Regions from separate parts of the Mus musculus genome. Here region 1 is linked to region 2. A link is a contact called in public HiChIP or PLAC-seq data. All regions are on one chromosome and are shown on one strand. The core of a region is the stretch at or near the end of the contact, and the rest is flanking DNA. Distances in the headings are between cores, read along the strand shown.

Region 1 (5,675 bases), core at 427-2,926, 1.3 Mb before region 2:
CTTGCACCCAGCAACCCCCTTGTTCCATGGCAATGTCCCATTCCTAAATCTCAGCTCCAGAGTGACAGGAACACCAACTAACTCCTCCTCCTACGCTGTTATCTCGTGATTTCTGAGGGGTCCTAAGGGAGTGAACCCTACCTGAGGAATATCAAAAGGACTGGGAAGTCTAGGATCCACAGACATCTTCCCAAAAAAGGGTTCTGGGGCATCTTCCAGCGTCTCCATCATGGCCAGGCAGTTGGGAAGAAGCAAGCTAGGTCTGGGCGAGAACAGGGATGTAAAGGAGAGAGACTGAGGGTGAGTGGGATGGCTCGGCTGGTAAAGGTGATGCCACCAAACCCCACAGTCCCTAATTTCATCCCTGAATTTGAACTAGCATAAGGAAGAGAGCCCACTTTATTGGCTGTTCTCTGACCTCCACATGCATACAGTGCCCTCTCTCCCTACCCCCTTCCCGATCCTCTACCCCTACTCTCTCTCTCTCTCTCTCTCTCTCCTCTCTCTCTCTCTCTCTCTCTCTCTCTCTCTCTCTCTCTCTCTCTCACACACACACACACACACACACACACACACACACACACACACACACAATGCACGAGGCCAAGCAGCTTGGTATGGATGGTTTCAGTCCCAGGGCCTCACAGGTCAGCCTCCTCCATATCAATGCGAATCCGCAGCTGGGCACGATGTAGGTGCTCCAGGATATGCTGGATGTCTTCTGTGGGTGAAAACGGTAAAATAAACAACCTAGTCATGGCTCCTTCAGCTCTAGCCCACCTCTGGAGTCTCTAGCCTTACCCACAAGGTACTGGCACTGTTGAAAGTAGACCCTTATCACACCAATCTGAAGCTGGGCGGAGAGATAGAGGGAGAAGCGGGGGCGGGGCAGCCCGGCCACCGGAGGTTGCACTCTTACCAGCACATAATTGAGGATTTCCTCGCTGGGAGAACAAGAAGCCCTGATCAATGCAACACCCAAAAACCAGAAGCCCCACACCAGCGATTCCTCCCTCTTTTCTGGATCTTACCAGGTCTTTACCACATTCACATTTAGGTATTCACGCTTCACCAAACGGCTGCCTCGGGTTGCTGCCAGCCTGGAGGGGTGGGGGCAGGAACGGCTTGTCAAGGGGAGATCCCACTACCTGGCTCCTGGCATAGCCATCAGCCCTGTGCTCACCAGATGGTGGCGAAGCAGCCTGTGTGGCGCTGAAGCACGTTAGGATAGTAGAACATCTTTGCTCCTGGGTTCACCTTCCCTGCACCAATCCCGTTTGGATCTCAATCCGAATTCTTGAGAATACGAGATTTCCAGCACCATTGAAGAGTAGGAATTTGGACGGGGGTGTGGTAGATATGGATGCAAAAAGCCCAATTAGTAAAACGACTGACTATACAACTGAATTAGGAGGTAACCAAAGACACAGGAGCTAAGCATCCCTCCTTTGGCCATTCCTAAAAAGGTCTGCACAACGCGCACCATACCATCAGGATTCTGTCCAGGCAGAGATGCGGAGCTCCAAGAAAAACCCGGGCAGAGACACAGAACAGATCTTCAAAGAAGACTGAGTCCTCTTCTGGTCAAGAGGCCTTCTTCGACTCTGCTGCCCGCCACCACCACCACCACCACCACCACCACCGCCGCCGCCGCCGTAGTCGTCGTCGTTGAGCTTCTGGACCTTGCTCTAGGTCCTGTCGCCCTCCAGCGGGATCAGGTGCACACTCTCCAAGGCTTTGTACCACCGACAGCCAATGAGAAGCCGCGCCAGAAGAAACTCAAAGACTCCTGGAGCCAGGCAGCAGAACTCAGTTCCAGGCCATAGGCTCTTGGAGAATAGTCGCCAGCCAATCACGAGAATTCTGAGCGCTACCAAGGCATTGTGAGGTGTTCTGGCCAATGGCCTCTCGTTCTCGGGTAGTAACAAGGACTTCGCCAAGGTGCAAAGCTGACCAATAAACGGAGAGAAAATCCAGTCTCTCTCCCTGGCGACAGCTGACAAAGTATCTTTTAGGAGCCGGGGTCATGTGAAGGGCAGATGCCTTGGTGCTGTTTATGATACAGAGATGTAAGAGAAGGTACCTTGCCTGAGCATAGGACCTGTCCTTACTCCTAAATTTCACCAACCCGATTTTGTGCCCAGTAAGGGTCTGTGCTGTGCTAAGTGCAAGAAACTGTGTGAGGTGGCCTTTTATTCAACAAGAAAGAAAACAGCCAAGGGAGCTGTAACTACAAACTCCTATAATCTCAGCTGCTACTTGGAAGGGAGGCAGGTTCAAAGCCAGCCTAGACAATTTGAACACTAGCTCTAAGCAAAAAACAAAACAGGCCAAGAGTGGTGTGCACACCTCTTGAAGGGACTGAGGTAGCAGAATAAACTCTACTATAAGCTGCTGTACTTGGAAAAAGCTACTGCCTGCTGTCCTTGAAGCGATATGCCCCCCAGCATTGAGAGGCCAACATTCCTTTACCCTTTCATGTAATGCCAGGGCTAAGAAACCCCTGCTTGCAGGTTTTTTTCCTTTATAAACCCCTTCACCTAGAGCTGGGGTCACTCTCCTTCCTGTTCCATCAGGAAGGTTTGTAGCCCAAGCTCGAGCTTGAATAAAGACTCTCACAAGTATTTGCATCAGAATTGGGGGCCCTGGTGGTCTCTTGGGGAAGCAGGGGTCTCATGAGCTGGGCATAATACTTTTATCTCAGCAACAGGAGGATCTCTTAAGAGTTTGAGACTGGCCTGGTCTACAGACCAGTTAGGGAGAGATAATGAAATCCTGTCTCAAAAAAAAAAAAAAAAAAAAAGTAAAAAGTAAAAAGTAAAAACTGGGCTGGAGATGTGGAAATGTAGCTCAGTCGTAGAAAGCCTGACTGGCATATATGTGTATATACATATATACACATATGCATATTCACATATATACATATGTACACACATACACACACAAGGCCCTGAGCTCAGCTCAGTACTGCAAGAAAGGGAAACGACAACAACAAAAACCAGCCTTTGATCCAAGCACTCTGAAGCCAGAGTCCCACGAATCCTGTGAGTCTGAGGCCATGATGGTCTACACAGTGAGTTTCAGGCTAGCCAGAACTGTATAGTGAGACCCTGTTTCAAAACCAAGCAAACAAAGCCAAGAACAAAACAAAAAAATAAAGGTGTGTGCAGCCCTGTAACCTCAGTACTTGGGAGGAAGGACAGGAGTTGAAGGACAGCCTTCTTCTCTTCAGAGTTGCACAGCAGCCTGGGCTATCCTGAGGACTAGCTCAAAAACCTAAGAATTCAAAGAAAGCACATATTCTTTTTCTCTTAATCTTTCCTTTCTTTCATTCTTTTTTTTTTTTTTTTTTTGCTTGTTTTTTTTTATTTGTTTTTGTTTTTTTGAGACAGGGTTTCTCTGTGTAGCCCTGGATGTCCTGAAACTTGCTCTGTAGACCAGGTTGGCCCCAAATTTAGCGATTTACTTGCCTCTGCCTCTTGAGTTCCGGGACTAAAAGCATGCACCACCATGCCTCACTTAGGCTCTGATGTTAAGACTTAGTTCTGGCCAGGCATTGGTGGTGCATGCCTTTAATCCTAGCACTTGGGAGGCAGAGGCAAGTGTATTTCTGAGTTCAAGGCTCTGGTCTACAGCGTGAGTTCCAGGACAGCCAGGGCTACACAGAGAAACCCTGTCTCAAAAAAAACCAAAAACAAAACAAAAGACTTAGTTCTGTGGCAACTGATCTGACCTTTGACCCTTCAGTCTGGAGCTCAGAGTAGAGGAGGGTGGAATTTTTCCAGAACGTCTGGCTTCTAGCTAAGTTAAGTACAGTATTTGTCACATTTAGTTGCCTTATATTTACAGCATACATGGCTATGGCCAAAAGTGATTGAGAGGCTGAGTATAGTGACTCATACATATAACCCCAGCACTGAGAGGGAGACTGAGGCAGGAAAACTGCCAGAGTTCAGGGCCAGCCTGGGCTGGATAGCGATTTCAGCTTGGGCTAGTTGAGCCCTTGTCTCAAAAAAAAATAAAACAAACAAACACAGCAAGCAGGGTGTGGTGACATGCTCTTTAATCCCAGCAGTTAGGGAGGCAAATAGATCTCTGTGAGTTCAAGGCCAGCCTTGTCTACCTAGTTAGTTCCAGGACAGCCAGAGCTATATAGTGAGACTCTGTCTCAAGGAAACAAAACCAAAACACAGGCAGAGAGGCGGCTCAGTTGTCAGGAGCAGATTTGCCGAGGATCCAGATTTGCTTTCTCCGAGGCTTCTCACCACCATCTGTAACTCTAGCTGCTGGGAATCTGATGCTCTTTTCTGACTTCCTCAGGATCTTGCATGAATGTGGAACACAAAATATACACAGGTGTGCATGCACGCACACACACACACACACACACGAATTCACACACACACATGCATGCATACACATACACTTAAACATAACACCACAGGGTTTGAGGAACCTGGCCTAAAGCCTAGCTTTTTTTTTCCTTTTTCTTTTTTTCTCCTTCCTTCCTTCCTTCCTTCCTTCCTTCCTTCCTTCCTTCCTTCCTTCCTTCCCTCCTTCTTTCCTTCCTTCTTTCCTTCCTTCTTTCCTTCCCTTCCTTCCTTCCTTCCTTCCTTCCTTCCTTCCTTCTTTCTTTCTTTCTTTCTTTCTTTCTTTCTTTCTTTCTTTCTTTCTTTCTTTCTTTCTTTCTTTGTTTTTTAAAAATTTTTGAGACAGTTTCTCTGTGTAGCCCTGGCTGTCTTTGAACTTGCTCTGTAGACCAGGCCGGCCTCGAACTCACAGAGATCTGCCTGCTTCTGTCAAGCACTGAGATCAAATATATGGGCCACCACCTGACTCCCGAGCCCCATCCTGATAGCTGGGGCAAAGCAGAACTCATACTATCTCTTGTGGACCACACAGCTCCTGAAAGCCTGACTCGGACTTTTGCTGTGTTGAATTCTAATGTTCCCAGGCCCTATCTTACTGGGCTTGGCTACACTGGTTTCTACACATGGCAAGTTACTTTCAGCCACTGAACTTTTGGTGGCTACATCCATTCAGTTCAACAAGCTCTTACAATGTGCCTCTAAGCCGGTGGGGATATACAAAGAACACCCTGTTCCCTCTTCTCAGGGCGTGGGGAGAAGAGATAAGAAAATACAAGTGTGTGAAATGACAACACTGTATAGTTGTAACTTTAGTGTGTGTGGAGAGGTGGCTCAACGGTTAAGAGCACTGCCTGCTCTTCTGAGTTCAATGCCCAGCAACCACATGGTGGCTCACAACCATCTGTAATGGGACCCGATGCCCTCTTCTGGTGTGTCTGACAGTGTACTCATATATATATATATATATATATATATATATATATATATATATATATATATATATATAATAAGTAAGTCTTTAAAAAATAAAACCACCACCAACAAAAAACACATTCACTCTTCCAGAGACTCCAGGTTTGATTCTCAGTCCCCACATCAAGCAGGTCATAGCCATCAGCCATCTGGAACTCCAGCTCAAGGGGACCCTAACGCCTTTGCTCATATCAGCACACAGACACACACAGACACACACATGCATACACATACACCCACATACACACACACACACATACACACACATGCACCCACATACACCCACATACACACACACGCACACACATACACCCACATACACACAAATTAAAA
Region 2 (6,026 bases), core at 592-3,091:
GCTAAGAGCTCCAGCAGAGGATCCATTTTCCGTCGTTAGCACCCTTGTAGAGCAGCATACAGCCACTGGTAACTCCAGCCTCAGGCTCTCTAATGGGCACTCATGTACACATGCACACCGTCACACACACACACACACTCATAACACAATATGATAAATCTCTCTGAGAAAAATCCTACACAGGCTTCTAAGAAACAGTATTCAAAGAATCACACAGATCACAAACACACAAACTCACAATCACATTTCACTTTATTGGCTTACCACCACTCCTCTGGTAGTGTCTTGAATATAATACAAAATTTAATTAATTAGTTAAATTTATTTATTTATTTATTTATTTTGGTTTTTCGAGACAGGGTTTCTCTGCATAGCCCTGGCTGTCCTGGAACTCACTTTTTAGACCAGGCTGGCCTCGAACTCAGAAATCTGCCTGCTTCTGCCTCCTAAATGCTGGGATTAAAGGCGTGCGCCACCATGCCAGGCAAATTTAATTTTTTTGTTGTTTTGTTTTTTGTTTTTAGAGACAGGGTTTCTCTGTGTAGCCCTGGCTGTCCTGGAACTCACTTTGTAGACCAGGCTGGCCTCGAACTCAGAAATCCACCTGCCTCTGCCTCTCAAGTGCTGGGACTAAAGGCGTGCGCCACCAACCGCCAGGCTTAATTTTTTTTTATCTTGTGTGTGTGATGTATGTAGGCATGCATGCCACAGCATGTGTGGAAGTCAGAGATGAACTTTGTGTGGCGCCTTCTTCCTTCATTATTTATTTATTTATTTTTTTTCATTTTTGAGACAAGGTCACACTACACAGCTCTATGTTGACCAGGCTGGTTTTGAATTCAGAGATCTATCCATCTCTGCCTCCCAAGTGCTGGGGTTACTAGGATTGTGCCACAACCTGCTCCACCTTTACTTGGGTTCCAGGGTTGGCACTCGGTTTACCAGGGTTGCAATAGCAAGAGCTTTTGTACAGCAGGGTCATTTTGCCTGCCCTACAAATTTCTCAGCACTTTTAGGCATTTCCTCACTGAGTTGCCTGAGATGAGAATCTACTTCTACTCCAAACAGGTTAATATTAGGAGGAACTTAGGAGGAGTGTGAGAACTCTGCTACACATTCACTGTCTCCCGCAAAACAAAACAAACAAAACAACACAGAACCAAAAGAAAGGGGCCAAGAAGTCGTGCTCCTTTCCTCAGCGGGAACCTCTTACCTGGGCTTCTGCAAAGAGGGTGGCAGATGTACTGATGCAGCGAGGAGTGAAGACGGCGAGAAGAGCACAGGGTGGCCGCCCGTTACCCCGGCGGGCTGCGAGGAGCTCGGCGGCCAGCGGTCTCAGGGACACTGCGACGCTATGGTACTGACCATGTGAAAGGAAGGGAAGGCCTTGAGTCCCAGCCGACCCGCCTCTCCCGCAGACAGCCTGCGGTTGCAGCAGTGGGGCGCTGCAACTCTGCTCGCACAGACTACAGGCCCCGAAGCCATGCACTGGAGCGTGCAGGGTGCAGCTCCGGTTAGGGTCTCCCGCATCCTGTTACCGAAGCCCGGGGACGGGGCCCAGAGGTCACGGCTCAGGGTCGCAGGCAGTTTCCAAACAGCTACAGAGAAACCAGGCCACCAACCCCGGGACGTAACCCGGTGGTGCCCTCACGCGACCGGAGGTCATGACTCGCAGGTCGCAGTGACCAGGTCAGCATCTGCTCGTGACCTCAGCTCAGGTGACAAGGACAAGGCAGCATCCCCGCGCTTTGGACGGAACCTTACCGAACGCTGGGGTCGTAGGAGTCGCAGAAGCTGCCAGCGACCGCACACTAAATTCCTCGCCATCTTGCCGGGAAGAGGGAACTTACTCTCGCGCACGCGCACTCAGAACTTTGACGCTGCGGGGGAGGCCATTTTGGAAATGGGCAGGCAGTCAGACCTGACGTCACAGATCAGGTAGTGAGGGAGAATGAAGACAGGCGATGGTATTTGAAGTGGTTTAAAAAAGTCAAGATTCCGCAGAGATTGAAACTAAGAGACAGAGGCAGGCGGATTTCTGAGTTCGAGGCCAGCTTGGTCTACAAAGTGAGTTCCAGGACAACAGCCAGGACTATACAGAGAAACCCTGTCTCGAAAATCAAAAAAAAAAAAAAAAAAAAAAAAAAAAAAGAAAAGAAACTAAGAGACAGGATGCGCTGTTAAGTGGCAGTGTAAACATAGCATATTTCCTGTTTTCCCTTCCATTTCCCAAACTGTAATTGTTCCCTGGGTTAAAATAATTCTTGGATTAAAAATGGCCTTTACTCTTGGAATAGTGCCTCAAATCTATAATCCCAGCATTTGGGAGGCGGAGGCAGGAGGATTGCCTAAAATTCGAGGTGAATCTTGGTTACCTATTGTGTTTAAGGCTAGCCAGGACTGCAGAGAGACCCTGCCTGTCACAAGAAGATAATGAATAAACAAAATCTCAAACTAGAATTAACCCCACAAACAGGCAAACCAGAAAGGCGAAAACAATAGCTTTTACATCTGTGCTTGGCGTGGGTTTTTTCTTACTGCAAGGTAATATTGTAATTACAGATCCAATGAAATTTGAAAGTAGCCTGGAATCTGACAAAGCTATAGGGAAGGCAGTTTCCGGGAAATAACCGAGGAAACTAAAGATGAAAGTTGAACTTGATGTCTTGGATCTGTTGTCTCAAGATTGTTACTATCTATTTGTAGATTTTGTTGTGTATTTTTTGAAACTAAAAGCTTCCCTAAAGCATAAATTGAAATAAGGTGGGTATGGTGCTGCACGCCTGTGATCCCAGCACTGAAGAGGAAGCTGACTCAGGTAAGTGGTGAGTTCAAGGCCAGCCAGGGTTAAAAATGGAGACCTTATCTTAAAAAAAAAAAGTAATGTGAAAAATAAATTACTGCTCAGGAAGGAGGGGGTTGATCACATATACTTCTTCATATGCTACTAGATACTTTGGAGGAATAAAAACTTATTTATTTCATAGATGTCGTGTGTTGTATGAGTGTACATTCTCGGAGGCCAGAAGAGGGATGGAGTTAGAGGTGTTTGTTGCATAAGTGTTGGGATCTGAACTCTGGTATTCACCATGGTGCAGCAAATAGTCTTAACCGCTGAGCCATATCCAACCCCGAAATTTGCGACTTTTATTTTGGAGAGAGAGAGAGAGAGAGAGAGAGAGAGAGAGAGAGAGAGAGAGTGTGTGTGTGTGTGTGTGTGTGTGCGTGCACATATTCTTATGTATGTACATAGCAGCTCACAACCACATACACCTCCAGTTCCAAGAGTTCTGACACCTTTGTCTGTCTCTATGGATACTAGGCAAGTGTGTGGTACAAATACATATAAGCAAGCACAACACTCATATATGCATGCCTAAATGTCTGTCTGTCTATCTATCTATCTATCTATCTATCTATCTATCTATCTATCTATCTATCTATCTATCATCTATTGTCAGATGTGGTGGGAACAGGCCTTTAATATCAGCATTCAAAAGGCAGAGACAGATGTCTTTCTGTGAGTTTGAGACCAGCCTGGTCTACACAGTGAGTTCTAGGACAGCAAGGACTGCATAAAGAAAGTCTGTCTCAACAAACAAGCAAAGCAAAAATCAAACAAAAATCTTGGAAAATTTTATCTTTTTTGTTTAGGCAAAATTAAATATTACTTTAAGGAAGACAATACACGCTAACAATTTCAACAATGTAATAGTCACATTATTTAATATCTGATAAAATTTAATAAGCATGATGTTCAATAAAAAATGAACAGAGCTAAAAAAAAAAAATCAGGGCTGGAGAGATGGTTCAGTTAACCTGAGTGTGATTCCTCACACTCATACAGTGGGCTCAAAACAGTCTCTATTTCCAAATCCAAGAGATTTGATGCTCTCTGCTAGTTCATCGGGTATCAGGCACTCCACATAGTGCACAGACATACATGAGGGCAAACACTCATACACATAAAATAAAAATAAATGATTTTTAAAAATATGAAATATCAGCCAGGTAGTGGTGACATACACCTTCAATCCCAGCACTACAGAGGCAGAGGCAGGAAGATCTCTGTGAGTTCAAGGCCAGCCTGGTATACAGAGTGAGTTCCAGGACAGTCAAGGTTACACAGAGAAACTCTGTCTGGAAAAACAAAAACAAAACAAAATGGGGAAAAAATCTGAAATATTAGTAGGAGCAGAGAAAAGTAAAACAAGCCACCCAGAAACAACAGAACACAGTTTACCCAGAAACAACAGAAAACAAGCCACCCAGAAACAACAGAACACAAGCCACCCAGAAACAACAGAACACAAGCCACCCAGAAACAACAGAACACAAGCCACCCAGAAACAACAGAGATGATGAATTAGCAGAAAAGAATGCTGCAGTGCCAGGTGTCAGGGTTTAAAGGTTGGGGAAAAAAATAAAGAAAGAAAGAAACTATGAGAGCCAGAAACAAAATCCGAGAGACTTAGATTGAAGACACAGGGGATGCAGCTCAGAGGGTAAAGTGTTTGCCTAGAATGCACAAAGCCTTGGGTTTGATCCCCCACACCAAATACACTGGACATGGGGGCACATACTTGTATTCCCGTGACCTGGAGGTAGAGGCAGGTAGATCAAAAGTTCAAGGTCATCCTTGACTGTAGAGTAAGTTTGAGCCAGCCTGGGCTATATGATGAAATGGTGTCTCAGAAAAAAAGGAAGAAAGCAAACAGAATATTTGAAAACAAATGATTCATTCTCTGAGTCAACTCACATCATATTAGACTGTAAAAGAAAATAACAATGAATTCGAGGATGATAAAAGAGACCATTTAAACTAAGGTGCAGGGGGAATAAAGGCTAAAAATACTTGTGAGATAATATCTAACGGTCTAGTATACATGTAATTGGAGTTTAGGAATGAGATGCAGGGGAGAATGTAAAAACTGGTGGCTTAAAATTTTCAAGATGATGAAGATAATAAATGTATGGATCCAATCAAATATCCCTTCTTGGCCTTTGGCTAAGATCACATGTAGATCCAAGTGACCTCAAGTAGGATCTTGAAAATACAGGAGACCATAGCATGACTGCATTAACTGTCTGTCACCTTGATAAGAAATTCAACTTAGAAGGAGAAAAGGTGGCTCACCATTTCTGGGCTTTTGGGTTACAGTTGTTTGGCTTTATTGCTTTGGCCTATGGTGACATATTACTTTGTGGCAAGGGCTCATGGCAGAAGAGTCTTGTTCACCTGATGGTGGGTGGGAAGCAAAGAGACAGGAAATGGACAGAGTCCCAACCTTCTAAAAATTACACTATTAATGACTTAACTTCTGTTGCTGGATCTTACCTCTAAGAGCTCCAAATAGCGCCAGCCTCCAACATTGATCCTTTGGGGAACACTCAGGGTTCAAACCATGGCAATGGTCAAAAATGAAACCATTTGTGATATGTTGTAGCCTAGGTTGACCTTGAATTTATGGTCCTCCTGTCTCGACTTTCTGAGTGCTAGGCTTACAGGTACATGTCATTGCATCTGGCAAATTACTTCTTATAAGAATGCAAGTCAGATTGGATTAGGGCTCTCCCTAAAACAACCAAATACACAACCCCATCCCACCCCCACTCTCCCAAAGAAAGAAAAACCTTATTTTAATTTAGCCAGATCTTTAAAGACCTTAGATTTAGGGCTAGAAATATGGTTAGCGGTTTAGTATTACTTTTGCAGCAGACCTGAGTTCAGTCTCCAGGACACACTCAGATAGTACACAACCTCGTGCAACTCCAGTTCCAGGGTGAACACTGAACACATGTGCTCATGTACCACACCACATTGTAGCCATCCAGGCTTTTTCTATGCCTGCTCCAGTTCCTGAATAATGACATGGAGGCTTATGTTTATTGATGAATGTTAGACCTTAAGCTAGGCTTGCTTCCCAACTTGCTCTTAACTTATGTATACTACTCTATGTCTGCAACGTGGCTCAGTTTCATATGGCCAACTTCCTCTGAGTCCAGGTGGTGACTTTCCTATGCCT

The links. HiChIP or PLAC-seq counts read pairs in DNA pulled down with a chosen protein or histone mark.
Region 1: an H3K27ac HiChIP or PLAC-seq map of microglia shows a contact between it and region 2, with 4 times the contacts expected there. The contact joins the promoter of Rec8 here to the promoter of Oxa1l in region 2. A contact is called at or near these places in 2 of 39 promoter capture datasets (liver and pre-B cells) and 1 of 115 datasets of contacts at active chromatin or transcription factors (microglia).

The regions. Positions count from the first base shown.
Region 1 is chr14:55,614,167-55,619,841 of GRCm38.p6, reverse strand. It overlaps Rec8 (REC8 meiotic recombination protein), which reads right to left and starts at 1,676. Exons shown (of 20, transcript NM_020002.3): 1 at 1,489-1,676; 2 at 1,184-1,296; 3 at 1,032-1,100; 4 at 802-944; 5 at 646-721; 6 at 142-262. The coding sequence starts at 1,239.
Region 2 is chr14:54,356,656-54,362,681 of GRCm38.p6, reverse strand. It overlaps Oxa1l (oxidase assembly 1-like), which reads right to left and starts at 1,841. Exons shown (of 10, transcript NM_026936.3): 1 at 1,765-1,841; 2 at 1,214-1,360. The coding sequence starts at 1,827.